Regions from separate parts of the Gasterosteus aculeatus genome. Here region 2 is linked to region 1. Evidence: chromatin contacts called from public Hi-C data. All regions are on one chromosome and are shown on one strand. The core of a region is the stretch at or near the end of the contact, and the rest is flanking DNA. Distances in the headings are between cores, read along the strand shown.

Region 1 (3,735 bases), core at 706-3,205:
TTTTAAAATCCACGTACCCCAAATACCTTAAAAAGTATTTATATATATTTGTCTCACTTTTCCGCCCCGAGACGGAGAAAAAAAACAAAAACGCTGGCAGACATTAAAAAAAGTCCAGTTTGACTTTTGAACCAAATAACCAAAAAACGGAGTTAATTGAAGTCCCATTGAGTCCGATTTGAGCAGAACAACACAGCAATAAGCAGCTGTGGTCCTTAGTCACACACTGCAGTCATGTGCTCTGCTCAATAATTCACCAACGCCAGACAGTCTTTCTGTGTAAGTTTTGAAAACAAGGATACGTTGCACTTATGCCGACCTGAAGTCATGAGAAGGGTTATGGAGCCTCGTTAACAATGCATGAGAGACGCATTCTGACTCCCCGCCGCCGTTCATGCATTTTTTAAGGAAAAATACTTTGCCGAGAGAGGGGTGACTAACTGTGTTTTGTCTAAAAATAAACCTCTTTGCTGTTGATCCTGCGTGGCCTCGCAAACCCGACACCGTCGTGGGTGAGCTGCGAGCGAGGTTGAGCGCGTAACGACGCCTTGATGGATGCGATCGTGACTTTGAGCTTCGCCTCCTTCCTCCAACGTCCATTCGAAAGACGCGCATTCACATTCGTATGTGCATATTTGTGTTAGAATATTGCTGCTGCAACTCTTGACCTTTTGCTCCTCTTTGTTGTTCGATTCTTGCGATGTTGCCAAAGCAGGAATTAAATCTCGACTGCGTGTGCTCCAAGCAGCGCTCGTCAGTTGAGGTTTGGAATAGATATAAATAGCGATCTGTGTGTATTGATTCATGCATGCATGCGTCGGATTCATGCACGGGCCCACATGTGTAGTTTGCCAGAGACGGGCGTCCTGGTTGTGTTGCCGTTTGCGCTTCTTTTTGCACGCATAGTAACGCGACATCAGGGGGCTTCCCGGTTGTCCTGTCGGCCCCGTGTGAGTCTGACTGCTGCAGTTAGCATGGAGGAGCTGATTTTAGCAGCTCTGGAGTGAAACTCCAGTTAGTAATAACAGCTTTGGGGGCCCCCGGCCCCCCCTGGGACCCCTCGCTTGGGCCTGTCTGGGAACCCGTCCATGTTAACCATACTGTAGCTGCAGTGGTATTTTAGTAAATAATATATCATACAAACGCTATTGCAGGGAACATGCATCGAAAGAAGGTTTTGCAAAGACATCCAACATCAACGGTGCGTTTGGCGTCGGGGTTTGTGATATAACTTAATACGCTGGTAATTCTGGGAGTCAGAATTTACAAGTATACTTAGGAAAATGCGGGACTGCGTTACCTGCTCGGACAGAATAATGGTGACGAGCGCCTGGTCTGAAGATAGAAATCTGAGCCGTTCCCAAAAGCAAACGCTGAGCTCCATCAATCAATGTGCGAAAAAACAACATCAACCTTCAACTGGGCCGAACGGCCCACCGGGGACACGTGGATGATTTTTATTCCACCGGGCCTGTCACCAGAAACAGAAATAGGATCCTTTAACCAACAGCGGGCAGAGCTTCAACGTGGAGGAACCGATCATTTGGGAAATGATAATAATAATGTTGCAGAAGCAGCCGGATCTACTTTCCCAGACCTCAGTGTGCCATCCCAGCAGAACTCCCGGTTATTAAACAATACATCAGGGCTGTTTGACTCTGTGTTGACACCCCGATCTCCGCGGCGGCGGCGGCGGCGCTGTTATGTTGCCGTTCCTGGATTTAATCATTTTTGGCCACTTTCCACGTCCTGCCTGAAAAGTGAAACAGCTTAGGAATGTCATTCTGTGAAAAGAAAACAGAGAGGATCCACAGAGGAAGTCCTCCCACAGTCCTCTGGTCTCCGCGCACGGCTAAAAACACACACACACACACACACACACACACACACACCTCCACTGCGATGCACACACACACACACACACACACACACATGTTCTCACACCCACATGTGAAACTCTCCCACACAGTCAAACAGGCACACAGAGACTTCCTCACTTACAGTGACATACTGATCCAGCCTCACGTGCACACGCACACACACACGCACACGCACACGCACACGGAGGGCTTGCTGGGAAACATCAGACACCCGGGGAGGAAGGAGGACAGGCTTTTCCCACATTTAGACTCCACGGATACTTCAGATGTCAGGCTAAAAATAGAGCCAGCGTTAAACCGAAGCAACACTGAATCAACCCCAGCGACCGGCCTGCCCGGCTCTGCCCTGCGCCCCCCCCTGGCCCCCCCCGGTTAAACACTCAATCGCGGGACAGCCGTCAGGATGATTGCTCGACTGGTTCCTGCGCTTTGTGATCTACCTTCTTGACCCAAATGTCACGTCGACATCTCGTACGAGGTGACGCTGGAATGTTCTCACGCCGCTGAGGTCCTGAGAGTCTGGACGCGGTCATACGAACCCCGGTGGCTTTGCCGAGCCTTTAATTTCATCTGCTGGTCGCCAAAACGAGTCGCAATATTACGTTTGGAATATCAAGTTTGTCTTGATTCATAATCACACTTGAATTTTTCCGAGTCAGGGGTCACTTTTTATATCTTTATATCTTAAACAATTATTTATGCAAATTGAGCACCTTTAGATCTCTAAATCATCAGTGTGTGTGTGTGTGTGTGTGTGTGTGTGTGTGTGTGTGTGTTAAACACAAGCTGTGATCATTTCAAGGGAAAACGCTTCAGGCATGAACGTATTTTTTGGTGTCCTGATGGTTTTTGGAGTATTTCCTTCTGGGTGCAGCCAGCGCCTCGTTCCTATTTCCACACTCTCTCACCGGGCACGAAGAGCGTTTTTCCTGCACCGCCCTCCCTCACCCTCGTACCATGTTTACATATTTTCACCAGTGACCCGTTCACCACAACCTCTGTGCTACTGAGCGGCTGCGGTTGTGCGGCGTGCCTTGCTCCAGGGCAGCATGACGGCAAAGTTTTTGATGAAGGAGAGCTTTGTCATTTTCCTCAGCAGGCGTTTCGTCTCAGCGATGACCTTCCAGTCACGAGCCTGTCTCTACAACTTTCATCCACTCTCCCCACTGCTGCCATTATGCTAAATGATCCCATTTCACATTTGCTCACTCCTCCAACTAGCACCGATTGTCCGACCCCGTCACCGTCTCCCAATAAAAACCCGTCTGGCCTTTTTACATGTTCTCCCCGCTGCCTAACTCGGCCCCCCGTCCTGGCACCCAGTCGCGTTCAATTTAGCTGATTCCTGCGTCGCCCCATAAGGGGCCAAGCCTGTTAAAACACATGCACGGCACCCACATATTCACCACAGAGCAGAGCGCGTGCAGCAAGTGGACAGGATGATTAAGGGAGCAGAGGGGGGGGACGCGGCCGAGCGACGATGCCTCCTCCGACGGGCCGGAGCCGGCCTGTAGGAAGGCATCAGCGTCGTCATTTGGAGTCGTGTCCCGGGCTCCGGCTGGTCATTCAACTCCTCCCAACCGCCTCGTGCTCCGTCCAGCTGCTCTCCTTGTTGCCTTTTTACGTAAGTGTGAGCGAGATGGTTCCTCTGCACGCCTCAGTCCCCGTCAATCCGTCCGCCTACACCCTCTTTGTTTAATCCACACAATTCCCCCGTGGAGCCGCATCTCCTCGGCGACCACTTTCCTTGATTGTTTCTGGTAGGGAGGCACCTTCCTCCTCATCCCCGCCGTCCTGATGCAAGGTGACGCCGCGCGCGTGTATTTGCGTATTCAGCGCGCAAACGCTCTAAATC
Region 2 (3,735 bases), core at 463-2,962, 42 kb after region 1:
CCACACACACACACACACACACACACACACACACACTCTCTCTTCTCTTGGCCGTGTTCCGAGGCAGCGACAGCGAGATGTTTCTTCTAAATTACATTGGATTCTGGTTCTTCCAAATAAACTGTTGTTGTAATATAAATGGCCGGTGCCGTTGTATAACATTCCTCTACAGTCAGTTACCTCGTCCTGCCGGCAGTCTGACATGATGAGATTTTCGTATCAGTGTTCTAATACACGCGATCCTCTTCTTCCAGTGAGTGATGCGGGTTCCTCTGGTTTCCTCCCGTAGCGGCTGATGGACGACTAGAGGAACATCTGTGAGACCAGACAAGGTCCTGAGAGGATGTAGACTCTGTGTACAGCGGCGGATATTAAGAGCACGCCGGTATGCAAATGTCTGTCCAGATTAGAGCTACAACAATTATTCAAATGTTTGATTAATTATTCATCGGAGACGCAGTCAATTATTAATTTCAGCCAGCGATAAGTCCTCTTTTCCCCCTCTTCTCAGAGCAAGAAGTTTTCTTGTGGGACCTATCACGGGCTCAATCCAAACCCCTTTATTTGTACAGTAAATGTGCAGGAATTGGTTTGGTGACTCACAATACACAAATATGTGTGTGCACATACACACACACACACACACTCAATCCCCTCACAACAATCAGCAGAACTGCTGACTTCTTTTCAGGGCTTCGCCCTCTATTTAAGCAGCTGATAAAGAATCGGGCCGTGTCGATGTGTTAAGATGATTCCTTTCATGGGGGGGGCGTGCAGCCAGTCCGGTGATAACTGTGAATGTCTAATGACATCTGTTTAATTGTGATTTACTACGGGGCAGGTTATGCATTCACATGTATTAAGAGGAGGTCGTCATCAAACATAATTTAGTGCATTCTCGCCTTTTGAAGTAGCAGCGGACTTACTTGCATTCATTTGAACATCCGCGGTATCATCTTCATCAGCGGAGCGCATTTATTATTCATTTTAAATGTTGATTTGTGCACCCAAACATTTGAGAACAAATACGAATGAAAAAGAATGAAATACACACACATAGCTGGTCCAACTTGAGACGTGCTGGTGGGACTAAACACAGTTTTTATTCCGTTGTCTTTCTGCAGGAAGACGTGGCGCGTTCGTCTTGTTCTTGTAAGAGTCTCGGTCGAACAAGTGGTCATTTGTAGAAGCCTCCGCGCACATTTCAGCTAACAAGAACAACATCAAAAAATCAATACTTTTTGTCTGTGTGCTAGTTTCCTCGTTGGACCGACAGAGATCAGAAAAGAGGTTTTCTCTCTCTCTCGCTCTCTCTCTCTCTCGCTCGTGGAAAATGTGAACTAAATTCATTTTGCATGTTCGCGGAACGCACGCGGGAGCCTTCGCCTCTCGGCCTTTAATTGTCCGTGGGTCTCCGGAGCCGCCGTGGAGCCGCTGCCCGGGGAGAGGAGCCCGGTTTGATGTGATCTGGGACGCCACGGCTCCTCTGTCGTGCATTCACAACCTCTGAACGCCAGCGACGAGCGGCCTTCTAATTAAAAAGAGGCTCCGGCACAAACTGAGCACTTGAGAGGCCGAGCTGCTGCCTCTGGACAGATGTTTTCAATTGTAGAAGTGGATTTTGGGGGCACCCTCTTTCTTATTGTGACTGGGCTGAACACTAATTATTTGCCATCATTTCGTAACGTTTCTTTGTTGCTTTACATCAACAGGACCAGTCGACTCCCCTGCTGTCGGCAGATCTGAGTCACCTCTTACCTAACGTAAGAACGGCGTCCCGCCCAGCACGCGAGGACGGCGTGACGGGGGAGTAAAGCTGCTGAAGAGCTGCTAACCACCTGCAATTACCGAGCCGCTTCCTCCGGTGTCGCTGGAGACGTTGGCCTTCCCGTGCTCCGCCAGATTCCTTTTGAGTGGATTTTATTTTCCTGATAAGAAGCAAACGGTGGAGGAAAAGCTGAGTCACTGTTTAGCTTGGAAAGGAGTCACAGCTGTTTGTGCCAACAATTAGAGAGCTGGCACAAATGATGAGACCTCAGTGTGAGTATCACTGGTAGCCACATCAGTCTGGCTTGCGCTGACCTTTGACCTCCTTCCTGTGGAACCGTATCTGCAGTTCTTATGAATGTGTCTGGATATGAACGGGACTTTTTTTCACTCTGTCCTCCTCTCTCACAGTGATTCTGCACACGTCATATTGGGCCGAGGACCCGCAGCAGGGAGACACATCTGGAGCACACAGGTGAGTTGTTACGCATCAATCTGTATTTCTGACATTCACGTCGTGTGACTTCTGCCCGCGCTGAATCGGGCCGTTGGTGGGGAGCGCCGGCGGCCGCTCGACGAGGTCACGGAGCGGCGTTTGGGTCCTGAGGCGCGTTCCCGCCGTGCGCGTCTCGCTTCACTGTACAGAACCCCGGCGGTGCTGAAAGACGCGTTCATTGTTTTTGAGATTACGGCATCGCTGGGCCGGTGCTCTCTTTGTTAAACATCACGTACGAGACGCTCTGCGATGTGGATGTTTGAGTGTTTGTGCGAGGGCCGCACATGTGGAAATATGCAAATAAATCCAAAAAAATACCAGAAAACCGGCAAAAAAAAAAAAAAAAAAAAAAACCTTTCGGGACTGCTTTTTTTTTTTTTTACCCGTTTTCTTAATTTTTTTTTCTCTCACTTATGTACAAAAAACATAGCAGTGAGTTTATTCGTCTGTTCTGTTACTGCTGCATGTGTACAAAGGGACGATGTAATTACACAGACGCATTCTCTAAATACTACAGAACATTCCTACAAGCCCACCACACCGCTGTGTTTGTGTTTTCTCTGTCAGAAAGCTAAAAGTGGGCCTCTGTTCACACGCACACACACTGAAGCAGAGAGGGAGAGGAAATTAGGATTATAATCTTGGTAATCAGCCGTCATGCCTGAGGCAGACAGCTGCAGAACTACACAGCTCCAATTTAGGTGTTGGACACTAAAAACCATTAAACCCGAGTGAATTTCCACTTATTGGGGTTTTTTGGGGGAAACATTTCAACTTCAGAAAATAAACCAGGGCAGAAAATGTGCTTCAGATTTTTATTTAGAGAAAAAAAAAATACAAACACAGTTAAAAATATCCACTCTTCTTTATTTAAATAATTACAAATTTGTCAGGCTTTTAATCTCATAAATAACAATTTTCCAAAAACATTGTAAACAATTTGTGTTATAATTAATTTCCACCTTTAATCTGGACGCAAAATCATAAAATCCAGATAGAATTATGAATTTGTGCATACGCTGTTTTTGGTACCCCTCCCCTCGTTTAAATCAATTTATTCATTAAGCACAAGGTCCCCCTATAGGTCACACACCGACTGTAATCCGCTTTCACGCTGAATATGCGGCCCCACGTCGGGGGGGGGGGGGGAGCGGTGCCACTCCAGACTTGCTCGGATGAATGGGACACGGAGCTGCAGCTCCGGTTCAAGTGTGTGTGTGTGTGTGTGTGTGTGTGTGTGTGTGTGTGTGTGTGTGTGTGTGTGTGTGTGTGAGAGAGAGAGAGAGAGAGAGAGAGAGAGTGGGAGACGGGGGAGAGAGAGCCGGACTCCTTCTCCTACATGCAGCCACCGTGGCAGTAAATTACGCATGACAATAATTCACCCAGGACTGGATCCACTTTGGACCCGAGGAAACCGCCTCTGCCCTCCTCCTCTTCCTCCTCTTCCTCCCCCTCTTTGTTATTCAGTACGA

The links. A called contact is a pair of places that touch in the nucleus more often than the background predicts.
Region 2: a contact with region 1 is called in a Hi-C map of skeletal muscle, with 2.2 times the contacts expected there. The contact joins the promoter of zeb2b here to the enhancer-like site in region 1. A contact is called at or near these places in 2 of 6 Hi-C or Micro-C datasets (skeletal muscle and tail fin).

Annotation. Positions count from the first base shown.
Region 1 is chr1:30,377,341-30,381,075 of fGasAcu3.hap1.1, forward strand. No RefSeq gene overlaps it. Among protein-coding and RNA genes, the nearest start is that of LOC120815161, 13 kb to the right of the region's middle. Within about 2 kb of position 1,956, at least 4 of the 9 cell types and tissues checked have open chromatin away from gene starts, as enhancers often do.
Region 2 is chr1:30,419,601-30,423,335 of fGasAcu3.hap1.1, forward strand. zeb2b (zinc finger E-box binding homeobox 2b) reads left to right here and starts at 1,713. Exons shown (of 11, transcript XM_078102633.1): 1 at 1,713-2,040; 2 at 2,179-2,242. It overlaps LOC120813969 (a long non-coding RNA gene), which reads right to left. Exons shown (of 2, transcript XR_005711132.2): 2 at 763-1,928.